3 separate regions of the Mus musculus genome follow, and all the other regions are linked to region 1. Evidence: chromatin contacts called from public Hi-C and HiChIP or PLAC-seq data. All regions are on one chromosome and are shown on one strand. Each heading gives the region's core, a stretch centred on a gene start, on an enhancer-like site or on the middle of the called end of the contact. The rest is flanking DNA. Distances are from core to core; before and after follow the strand shown. Region 1 overlaps 4933406I18Rik (RIKEN cDNA 4933406I18 gene). Region 2 overlaps Insc (INSC spindle orientation adaptor protein). Region 3 has its middle 8.4 kb from the start of Calcb.

Evidence for each region. Hi-C and Micro-C count contacts between places; a contact is called where the count stands out from the background. HiChIP or PLAC-seq counts read pairs in DNA pulled down with a chosen protein or histone mark.
Region 2: a contact with region 1 is called in a Hi-C map of liver, with 2.5 times the contacts expected there. The contact joins two enhancer-like sites. A contact is called at or near these places in 1 of 484 Hi-C or Micro-C datasets (liver) and 1 of 9 other capture datasets (adipose tissue).
Region 3: a FOXA1 HiChIP or PLAC-seq map of pancreatic cancer cells shows a contact between it and region 1. The contact joins two enhancer-like sites. A contact is called at or near these places in 4 of 39 promoter capture datasets (cranial neural crest, embryonic stem cells and stem cell-derived epiblast-like cells) and 1 of 115 datasets of contacts at active chromatin or transcription factors (pancreatic cancer cells).

Annotation. Positions count from the first base shown.
Region 1 is chr7:114,321,627-114,325,459 of GRCm38.p6, forward strand. All of the region lies in intron 1 of 4933406I18Rik (RIKEN cDNA 4933406I18 gene), which reads right to left. Among named protein-coding and RNA genes, the nearest start is that of Psma1, 47 kb to the left of the region's middle. Within about 2 kb of position 2,090, at least 80 of the 459 cell types and tissues checked have an H3K27ac peak or open chromatin away from gene starts, as enhancers often do. A contact at or near this core is called in liver and pancreatic cancer cells, where this site is marked.
Region 2 is chr7:114,769,914-114,773,746 of GRCm38.p6, forward strand. The region is part of intron 2 of Insc (INSC spindle orientation adaptor protein); the gene reads left to right. Among named protein-coding and RNA genes, the nearest start is that of Insc, 26 kb to the left of the region's middle. Within about 2 kb of position 2,143, at least 6 of the 459 cell types and tissues checked have an H3K27ac peak or open chromatin away from gene starts, as enhancers often do. A contact at or near this core is called in liver, where this site is marked.
Region 3 is chr7:114,708,368-114,712,200 of GRCm38.p6, forward strand. No RefSeq gene overlaps it. Among named protein-coding and RNA genes, the nearest start is that of Calcb, 8.4 kb to the right of the region's middle. Within about 2 kb of position 1,939, at least 23 of the 459 cell types and tissues checked have an H3K27ac peak or open chromatin away from gene starts, as enhancers often do. A contact at or near this core is called in pancreatic cancer cells, where this site is marked.

The DNA.
Region 1 (3,833 bases), core at 840-3,339:
AAGTCATCAATCTCTTGATGGTCGTATCTGGTCTGTCTTCCTTTGATTAAGTCAGAAGTTTTCCTGTCAAGTCATCAAAGCCTACTGGGGTGGGTGGGTGGGTGGGTGGGTGGGTGGTGGTGGTGGTGTTGAATTCCATGCTGTGCACTTGGCTGGAGGGAGCTAGTGAGCAGTGAAGCATTGTTTAATTACCTCAAAAGGCACATTCAGGCTTTTCTCCGTGTCTGTCTTGTGAGCTGTTACGTCTGGCTTGTGCCTGTTAAGTGTCTTTGGAAAAGCATCCAACAGCCTGCTTCACTGAGTGAGGTGGTTTTCCAGCTGAGCCATGTGTAAATTGATCCAATCATGCCCTGGCTTCTTTTTTATCTCAGCTCAGATTCCTTCTTTGCTATTTGTATTTTCAGGCAACTTCCTGGTGTCTGTTGGCAGGGTCAGACTTGCATTCCCAAGATTTTTAATTGGAACCTGGTAGAAGATCTGGCAAAAACTTTGGCCCTGATTCTCACTACCACAAATCGAATCGTGCGTTTATTTCTGAACCAGTTACAGTCTCCCTGATTGGACAGGCCTGGATCATGTGTCTACTACTGGCTGGATAGACTAGACCTTTCCACAAATGAAAATCAAGATGTAGTTACCAGGGAAGAAGGCAGTAGGGGCAGATAGGGATAGAATTAGATTTTGTAGAATTTGAAATTTAATAATTTTTTTGTTTCCAATAAGAATAATTTAAAGGTTTAAAAATAGCTATAAATATGGATTTTGTTTAGAATCAAAAAATAAATCATAACAAGTGATCAGAAGAATTGTGAAGATTTGGGTTATTTTCTCCTTAGATCTAGTTAGGCAGTTTCCCAGAAATGCTAGCATACTCACTCTTGGTGACTAAAATCTGTTTCTTTACCACACTTGAACATTTTATGACTCCAGGCATCCAGGCAAGGGAAGGAATCTAAGGCTGAAATTCTGTGCACTTCATAATAAATTCTCTTCTGAACAGAGTGATAATATTGGCAGGTGTTCACTGCTTGAGTGCAGATTCCTTGCTTTAAAGAGTGGAGATGTATATCCCAGCAAGTCTGTCCTGGCCACCACATCTGGGAAACTCAGGTAGGTGCTGGCAGTGTGTACGATTATCATTTTGTACTTTGTGGCGCTGGCCAAAGCCAGCTGGATTTTTGCTACACTGATTTTAACAGCTCTGCACTCACGTAATTCAGTGCCGTAAAAGGCCATGTTTTACTTGGCACTGATGCTCTAATAAACTTACAGGGACCGTTGGCCCCAGGAGCCAAATGTGCCTGTACCAGCACAGCTCCTGCTGTGTTCTAGCCTCCTCCTCTCTGTCACTTCTCCTTTTTCTCCTCCTGTTCCCTCTCCCTGTTCAGTCCTTTCCTCTTACTCCCTGATTGTTTTGACAGATCATTTGGTTCAGACAGTACATCACACATGAGGCCTAAATTATGAGTAAATTCCATTGACGTCAGGGCATTTGTACGCCCAGTGAATTTTGGCTCAGTTTTTGGCATCTCTAAGCTGTGTCCATTGCAGTCCCAGACAAGCACCTTCAGGGCAACGGAGGCATTCCAGATAGTAGTATTCAGCCACAAGTACTCCCCCAGCACATGGCCTCCCATCTGGACCAGCACTCAGCATGCCATAGGCCACTGTGGGCACATCCCTGCAGCTGCTGTTGACTCTTGGAAGGAGCACAGCAAACATACTGTGACTTATCAGGGGAAACCTGCAGATGATTAACTCCGGGTTCATTATAGGGTGCATTTCCACCCAAGTGGACTCTAGGCTGGGGGTAAAAGCCTGGTTAGCAGAGAGGGCAGAGATAGAAACCAGGAGTCTGACAGTGATTTTAAATGTATTCCCTAGCAAAGGAGATATAACAGTAGGAAAGAAAAACTGAATGTAGACACACATGGACTCAGTCCTCTGCTTTTACTTCTACCTGTGTAAACCTGACAGAGGCAGGTATCTGACCTTTTTTTTTTTTTTTTTTTTGTACAGTCTTATTTCTGGAAATAGCAGTCTCTTGCTGTGGTGACACTCGTCTCTTGGTCCACATGACCTTAGCTAGGGCTGTGTTCTCAACCTATAAGCCCTTTTACCCTACAGAAGCAGTGCCCAGAAGGGTCAATTCCAGGGACTGAGCATTTAGACACAGTGAACTGGGTTGAGAGTTTATGCTAGCCCATTACATTCCTTCCCTCCTTGAAAGTTCTCTCAGTTTCCATATTAGATAAAGTGCTGGAACTCCTTACCAACAGCAGAGTAAGGGAGAGAGGAGAAGAAAGCTGCCACAGCTGGGAGAAGTAGAGATAGACATCCAGAGTCAAAGCCATACTGAGCCTCTGACACATGCCACCACTGTCTAGATTTATGGAGACTGTAGGATGTGAGGTGATCATACACAGGTGGAGGTGGCACTCCAGGGACAACAAGACCTCATTAAGAACAAACCAAGACAAAGACTGTGCTATTCGAAAGGGTATATATATCCCTTATGCCTAAGATTGAAGATAGCAGCTTTTACCTTTTCTGGAAGGTTCAGGGCCATCAAAGTAAGCATCGACTTATGTGTGGCGTGTGATGATCTGGCTTGGATGGGCTCCTTCTTCCTCCCTCCTTCCTTTTCTTTCTTCCTTTGCCAAAGCCAGGAGCTTTGGAGGGACAGGTTTACCTTTTGGCTTCTGGGATCAGTGATCCCTTTAACTTTGTTGGGAGTACCAGTGACAAATAAAACATGGCCTTCCATGTCAGAGGGTACAACTGTCTTTCCTCCTTTCCTCTTCTCCCCGTCCTCTTGCTTCTAACTGTCCCATTCTGTACTTCCTCACTCCTGCCTATGTACCTAAGCACCATAGGGCAAGCCGCCAAGTAGGATGGATGACCTTGAGGCCCCTAGCCTCACAAGTCTCTTTCTGTCTTGTGTTTCCCTTCCCATGGTACTCCTGGTCTTCTGCATATTATGCTTTCTGCTGTTAACTGGGCTACTTCCTTTCGGATCTCACCATGATACAGCTCTTCTGTGACTGGCCTTTGGTCCTTTTCAAACTCTTTGCATCTGGGCACGGTTTCACCTTCAGTTGTCAACTGTATTGAGCTAAGCTGGGGTCTCATGACAAGGGAGCACATGCTGGTGTTTCTGGCTTCATTCAGGAGCCTCTAGGGTAAGACTTAATATAGATGGAGTAGGGAAAGGTTTATAGAAGTAACAGTATGGGGGTCAGTTCTTTGGAGCATCCGTTGTATCTTTTAAATGATTAACTGAATTACAGTTGCATTTCTGGAACTGTCACATTTTCAAACCCCTCAGCTCAGCTGATTGATCCCTGTCACCTTCTCCCCAGGCTTTACTTCCTGTTGATCCAAGAACTGAAGGTTAGAAAATACTCTGTTTCAATAAGTTATAATCTCTTTTCCTCCAAAAAAGATGGTATAACAATAGCAAAAAATAAATGCTTTGGTATATGTGTTAAAAGTGCATCTTAACATGTCTCAAGACTTAAAGGAATGCTAAGATGGTGAAAATATCATTCTGAACACATGTATGTTCTTCTTTATAACTACAGGGAGCATGTCAAAGGATGAGCCATTATAATGAAAAGCTTAAATTAACTGTCAACATTTCATCTGTATGTTAAAGCTGTTAGATCCATCCTATATTCTCAGTGGCTCACTAAGCAGCTGCCCTTCTCATTTTACAGAGCCCACATTGACAAGGGAAGCATAGCTCTGTAGCCCTAACTCTGATATGGATGTTGAAATCTGTCCTCTCTGCCACCCCTTCTATTTACTTTATGTCTTGTTTTGCCTTACCA
Region 2 (3,833 bases), core at 893-3,392, 450 kb after region 1:
GAGGCAGGAGGATCTCTGAGTGCAAGTCCAGCCTGGTCTACAGAGTGAATTCCAGGGCAGCCAAGGCTACACAGGGAAACTCTGTCTCAAAAAAGAAAAGAAAAGAAAAGAAAAGAAAAGAAAAGAAAAGAAAAGAAAAGAGAAGAGAAGAAAAGAAAAGGAATGAATTGTTTGCTAAAACTCTCTAGTGGGGTGGAGTCAATCCCTCTCTCTTTGGCTCTCCTAAAGCCATCATTAGAAGAGGTATAGGGAGTTGACACACAGTTCTTGCATGTTCCCTAGGACACAGAACACCATTAGAAGTGTAACTTAAAGTTTTCTGTACATCCAGAGGCAAATGATAAAAAGTCATATCTTTGTTTGTAGTCCATATGGTGAAACTCAGACTTGGTAAGACATAGCTGTCAGACTGCCTGAGAGATGTGGCTGCTTCGGCTTCAGGTAGCTGGTGGTAGAGCTTTCCTAAGATGATCAAGTATGGCCATCTATGGTATGTGGCTACCTGGCTTTAACTTCTTATTCACCATGTGGCTGGTGAAAATTCTGGAGCCCCATCTGTCCTCCAGTCCCTTCATGTTTAAGATGGATATAATGACCATACATACCATGCAGGGTTGGTATAGGGCTAGGCAAATAAATACACGCAACATATCAGAGCTAAGTAAGAGACTACTATTTAACAAATGTCTGCTAATGCCAGGATTACTCTGTCTAGGTATTGTTAGAGAATTCTTCTGGGATCCTCTCTTCTGACCTTCTCCCCCATTAGTGGGTGACAGAATTTAAACCTGAAACAGTTGGTAAAGCCCTGGTAGGGAGGGTACAGTCTACTTGCTGCTGATCTGCCCATCCTGGCCCTGTGTGACATTAAATTGGGTTGTGAAACACCAGCACTTCTGGCAATGTGGTCCTGAGCTGCTCAGACAAAGCCTGTTCCAGGGCTGGAGAAGTGGTTGGGACAGTGAAGAGGAGGCCAGACTGCCCTAGCTTAATTCTGCTCTTGGCCATAACCGAACTTCAGTTTCTTTATCTGTGAACCGTGAACAATTTATACTTATATCAGCGGGGTTTTTTTTAAATATAAATTCTTTCTCTGTGTGTCTCTGTATCTCTTTCTCTGTGTGTCTGTCTATCTGTCTCACACACACACACACACACACACACACACACACACACACACACACACACACACACAGGATGCAAGGTAAAGCCTGCTGGCACACAGGAACTCTTCAATTGGTTATTTCCTTCAGATGAGGAATAGAATAAAAGGAATGGTCAGGTCAAATCTTGCTAGCCTTTATGTCTCTTTGGTTACACCCTGACCTTTCTTTTCCTTTCTGCAGCTTCCAGTGCTCTCAGAGGTTTTAAGGGGAAGCAGAAGTTAGATTGCATGAACATGGATATAGGAATCTAGCTTGCCTTATCCAGCAGGCACCTTGGGAACTCCAGGCATTCGGACTGGGCATAAGAGCTGTGAGCTGTGCAAGAGGTTAGAGTGTTGTATTTTTGATGGGGTAGTAATTCAGTCCAAGAGACAGAGAGGCGTGTTTGCTTTTGCATATTATTAACCTAGCATTGCAAAGCTAATTGAACGTACTGGGTGATAACTGGGCGTGGTGGTACATGCTTTTAATCCCAGCACTTGGGAGCCTGAGGCAGGTGGATCTCTGGGTTTGCGGCCAGCCTGGTCTACAGAGCGAGTTCCAGGACAGCCAGGATTACAAAAAGAAACTCTATCTTGAAATAGAAACACAAAAACTAAAACAGAAAGATAAGAAAATACTGGGAGATAACGAAACAAAGTGAAACAAAACACTGGGCCTGGACCCATCATGCATGTTCTAGGCTGTACTTTGCTCATAGAGAAAGCTAGTTCATGCTTACAGAATATTAGAAGTGTTTAGTTTGTTCAGTTGGATACTATATTGTTGGGAGACAGTAGCAGAGACTACTATTACTTGCCGCAGAGGCCTCTCTAGTGGTGAACTGCACTATAGTCCTCATAGCTGGATCAAGGGCTGGCCTTATCCACGCCCCCTCACCTCATTGGCTTACATACACAGGATGTTGCTGCTCCTGGAGCTTTCACCGTGGCTATGCAATCACTATTATCTCCATGAAGCAGCCTTTGAGGTGGCGGTCAAAGTTCAGGATAGATGTTGGGAAGCCCCGTGGAGGTCAGTGTTTGTGTGAGGGAGCATGCTTAAACAGGATCTCGATGCTGGCTCTGTGGTGGCAGCTCATCTCACCTCACAGGGAGCTTTGGAATCAGAGCGGGTTCATGGGTCGAGGTGACTAGGACTTTAGGTTCCACCTTGCTCTGTCACTGGAGAGTAATACAGACGCCAGTAGGCTGGGACCGCTCCGCTACTTCACAGCAGGCAAAGTGAAGTTCAGGGGAAAGAGTAAACTCAAAGCAAGGATTTTCAGAAGCCACCAGCCACTCTCTGACTGGAGTCTTTCCATTCTGACCAGCCAGGGAGATGTTCTGTCTTCCTTGTGTGTTCAGCATGTAAGAGCTCACTGCCCATGCTGCCTCAGTACAGCCCTGTGACCTCTTCTGTTTCAAGAGTGATGCCTGTTGAGAGAACCATGCTTTGCATCAGTTACTTCCTCATTACTGAGACAACAAACAAACAAACAACAATAAAAACCAGCTTAAAGAAGAAAGGGTTTATTTTGGGTCACAGTTTGAGGGTGCTGACCGTGGAAGGGGAAGACAGGTTAGCAGGAACATGAAGTAGTTGATCATATTGTGTCCATAGCTAGGAAGCAGATAGGACCAGAGCAGTGGTCTTCAACCTTGCAGTTCCAAGACCCTTTAATACAGTTCCTTGGGTTGTGCTCCCCCCCAACCATGATGTTATTTCCATTACTTCTTTGTAACTGTAATTTTGTTACTCTTATGAATTGTAATGTAAATCTGTGTTTTCAATGGTCTTTAACCCCTGTAGAATGGTAGTTTTGCCCTGGAAGGGCTGTGACCCACAGGTTGAGAACAAGTGAGATAAATAATGATACTCAGCTTGCTTTCTCTGTTTCCTTCAAACCCACAGGATACTACTGCTTATGTTTTTGGTGTGTCTTCCTAGATCAATCAATTCCATCTAGAAATTTGCCCATAGCCATGGGGAGAGGTTGGTCTCCTAGGACACTCTACCAGTGGTTCTCAACCTGTGGGTTGCAGTCCATCCATCTTGGGGTTGCCTATAAGATACTCTGCATATCAGATTCAAAACAGCAGAAAAATTACAGTTATGGAGTAGCAATAAAATAATGTAGCTGTTGGTGGTCCCCACAACACGAGGAACTGAATGTTACAGCGTGAGGAAGGTTGAGAACCAGACAAGCTGGCCAGCAGCAGTAACCATCCCATTCTAGGAAATCCATTTTGTCCAGCTTCTCTCTGAATAAAGGCAGTGATAGGAGGGGCTCTGAGGACATGCACAGATGGTTTCACAGCTAAAGACACCAGAATGTGATGTTTCCATCAGCTCAGTAACAAATCTTTCTGTAAAGAAAAAGACTGGAAACACAGATAAGTCTTTATCCCATGGGGAAACTGAGGCTTGAGAGGATGCCAGAGCATCCTCTGAGTAGAAGAACCAGGATGTTTTTAGTGCTGGTCAGACTCAAGCCAGTCTGTTTTTCCAGTTTTCTTGGGTCAATACATCACATACTCAGCCACGTAAGCAGTCCTGTGTTTATTGGCCTCCTGTGAAATTACTGTACACGTATTTATTGAATGTAAATCACAGACCTTGTATGGTACAGTGTAGCTGAGGACTAGTAATGACCTTGTTGGATATGGTCCCTGCCAACAAGAAACT
Region 3 (3,833 bases), core at 689-3,188, 390 kb after region 1:
TAAAAAGACCATGTCAGGCCCTGTCTTCCTCCCCTCCCCCTACAGATGAGGATGTAGTGCTCAGCTACTGGTCCAGCATCTGCCTACATACCACCATCTTCCCCAACATGATAATAGTTGGACTAAATCTCTGAAGCTGTAAGAAAGCTCCCAATTAATTGCTTTCTTTCATAAGAGTTGCCATAGTCACAATGTCGCTTCACAGTAATAGAACAGTGACTAAAACAGTGCCTTAGTCTGGGTCCCAAGTAGAGATGAGGAAAAAGTAAGAATTTGGAATGTGTTTGAGGACTGAGAAGAGTAGAGTTATTAGGGTCTTCTGCGTAGATAGAGAGGAAGGAAAGGGAAATATCAGTTGTGTTCTATGCTAAGATGTGTAGAAGTCAGGAACATATTTGGATAGGAAAAATTATTTTTAGCGTATGCTTAAGATAATTATTAAACAGCCAATGAAGCAGTGTGTGGCATGTTCAATGCACATCCAAAAGCATCCGATAGGCCTTTTTATGAAGGTTAGGAAAGTAAAAACATATTTTCCTGGGTTTTTCTTTTATTCCAGCTAGAGTCATGGGTGAAAATGTAGGGTCATACAGTCAGAGGCATTCATGGAGGAGGAGGTGAGCACTTGATGGTGGCAGTTTTATCACAGGAGGCTACAGGTTCTGCATACCCCAAAGCTACTGAGGGCTGAGGGCTGAAATTGCTTTAGATGATTCCAGAGGACTTCTTACTACAGCATTTTCATAATGAGTTTGGTTTCTCCTGAAAACATTATTCCTGGTTATATACCATCCAGACATGATTCCTGCCAGGAAACTGGCATAGTTTAAATTTGTCCCATACAAGATTCAGGTCTTGTCTTCAAAATGGTATTAAAAGATAGAGTTACTAAGAGGTAATTAGGCCATGAGGGCTTTTTTAAAATTAGAATTATGGTGTGTGTGTTTGTGTGTGTGTGTGTGTGTGTGTGTGTGTGTGTGTGTGTGTGTGTGTGTGTGTGTGTGTTTGTATATATGTGTGCCACAGTGTGAGTGCAATTGTTCGAGGACAACCTACAAGAATTCGATCTTTCTTTCCACCCTATGGGTCCTGGAAGTCTAACTTAGGTTATTAGAATTGATGGCCTTTATCTGCTGAGCCATCTTGCTGGCCCAATGAGGGTTCTTTCTTTACTAGCAGGACTATGTTTCTTGTAAAAGAGGCTTTCCAAAGTGATCAGTTCTCTTGCTATTTTTCCTTTTGCAATCTGATGACTCAGTAAGATAGACCTCTCCAGCCTTGCTTTTATGCTTCCAAGGCTATTCTTGCTTCTTTTGAAATTTCCCATTCTCAGCTATTCTGACAAAATGGTACAATTAGAACAAAGCTCCACCCAATATCTTATACACAATCTTGTCCTATTTGAATTAGCTTAGAAGATTCTGATATATTCAACTAAGTATCAAGATTAGTACAATGTTTTATAAATGTATTGTGAAAGGCCACACATATATGTGTCACAACCATCCATTCTTTTAGCAGTAATTGTAAAAACTCAATTTTAACTCAAAGGAAAAAAAAACCTCAATTCTAACACAAAAGAAGATAGTCCATTGAAGAAGATACACATTAAATAAACCCATTATAACTATATTTCTTGGCCAAAGGAAGACTTTTAAAATGCAAGGTTTCAGAAAATAGGGTCTATCCAATAAGAAATAATAGATTTGTTCATGAATACCAATAAATTGGGATTAGCATTCTGTTTTATATACTTTTTACTGCTATGATAAGGTACCATGTCCAAAGCACATTACAGAAGAGTTTGTTTGGGGCTACAGTTAGAGTCCATGATCATCATGATGGGGAACATGACAGCAGGCTGCAGACATGGCACTGGAGCAGTAGCTTAAGAGCTTGCATCTTAATTCACAAGGCAGAGAGAGCTATCTGGGAGTGGCATGAGTCTTTTGAAACCTTGAAGTCCAACCCTAGTGACACACTTCCTTCTTCCCCACTAACTGGGGATCACATAGTCAAATATATAAAATTATGAGGCCTATTCTTGTTTGAAGCATCACAGATACCCACCCTGATTAAGTATTTGGACTGTATGTCCTTTCTATTTCCCTTGGAACCAAAAGCCTCTGAGTGGGCTTGATTTATTGTTGTGGGAGAATAGAAGGTCTTAATTTGCTTGTTGATCCAAGAGGTACTGAAGGGAACTGGGTCTAGGATTAAGAGGCCATTGAAAGACCTTGACACTGGGGAGAAACCACAGCAGCCTGTCACAAGCCTAATGACTCATCTTTCATAGTATATTATGGATGGAAACTTAATCCTTCCTATTTGTAGGGTGAGTCAGCCACGGCAAATGCATTGTTTGATATTATATGAGCTATGGAAGACTGTCTTGGTGCTGTGCCAGTGTTTATGATTGCCACCTACATCACGGCTCACCCTAAAAGCACCTAAATTACCTGTACAGGTGGGGATTTTCTCTGGCCACAGAAGTTTGGCCACGTAGGATGGTTAAATATGCTGGGGCAGGAATTAGTAGATAAATAATGTATTGCATGGGTGGAGCAAATATGAGACATGTTTTTTACTGTGGCCCAAGGGATATCCCAGGGATTAAGCACCAATTGCCTGTAGCAGTAATCTGCTCATTACTTCTCTGTAATGCTCGTCTTCCTTTCTTTCCTCACTTCCTGTACCCTTACTGGTGCAACTTCCATGCAAATGGTTTATCTTTAAATTCTTGTCTCATGACTTGCTTCCGGATAAATGCAAAGCAAGACAATGATTAGCATTTATGCAGTACTTGCTGTTTGCTATACACTATTGTAAGCAATACCTTTATACCTTACTTGATCCCCATATCAGCCTTATAAAATAGGCAATATTATTATCCCTGTTTTATAAAGGAAGACCAGGAATTACAGAAAGTTTTAATGATCTGCCTGTGGCTACTTGCTAATAAATATGGGAGGCAGATTTTGACTACTAGGTAGTCTCACCTTGTCATCTGAGTATTTAACTCTATTCAATAGAAAGAATTATGCTGCCCATTAAGCTAGCCACCATCTACATGCCACTACTTACTTTTAGCTTCATTAACACCATAAAAAATAAAAATATTTAGCCCCTCAGTTACACTAGCAATGTGCTAAAGAGTGACATGTGACTGCTGGCTCCTGGATTGGATACAGAACACTTTTCTAGCTGAAGAAAGTTCTATTGGTAGCAGTTATAAAATGTGATCTTTTGCTCGTAGTTCGACTAATATCTTTGTTACTATCTAGGGCTCTTGATTGGGTTCATTTTCTCTTTCAGTTAAAGAATTAAAAGGCAGGAAGAATCTTGAGCTCAGCAAGTAGCAGAAGAGAAATCTTAAACACAGAAGACAGGAGCAGATGGAGTCAGCCACTGAAGAGAGAAAGGCTTTTAAGGTGGTGAAGAAACACATATAGAGTAGGCACAGAACAAAGACCCTCTAAGGAACAGAGGGGGATGTGCGAGCTGAAATTCAACCTCTTCTACAGGGCTCAGGAGTTTTTAGTCTTTGAAGTATCTTCTTCCCTTAATTTAGGAATGGTGAGTTTGAAGAAAGATAGAATGACTGATTGGCCCACAAGTGTTATGTGGGCATGTTCTGTCAGGTATTGAATTTGTGTCTATCCATCAGTAGGAGACCTACTTGTAGAGGAGGAAGAGGAGGAGGAGGAAGAGGAGGAGGAAGAGGAGGAGGAAGGGGAGGAGGAGGAGGAGGGAGGAGGAAGGAGCCTATCAGGTTGTTGATTTAGCTGCCAGGCTGTTGTCTGAAGTGGGGAGGGTGAGGAAGAAGCAAGCTA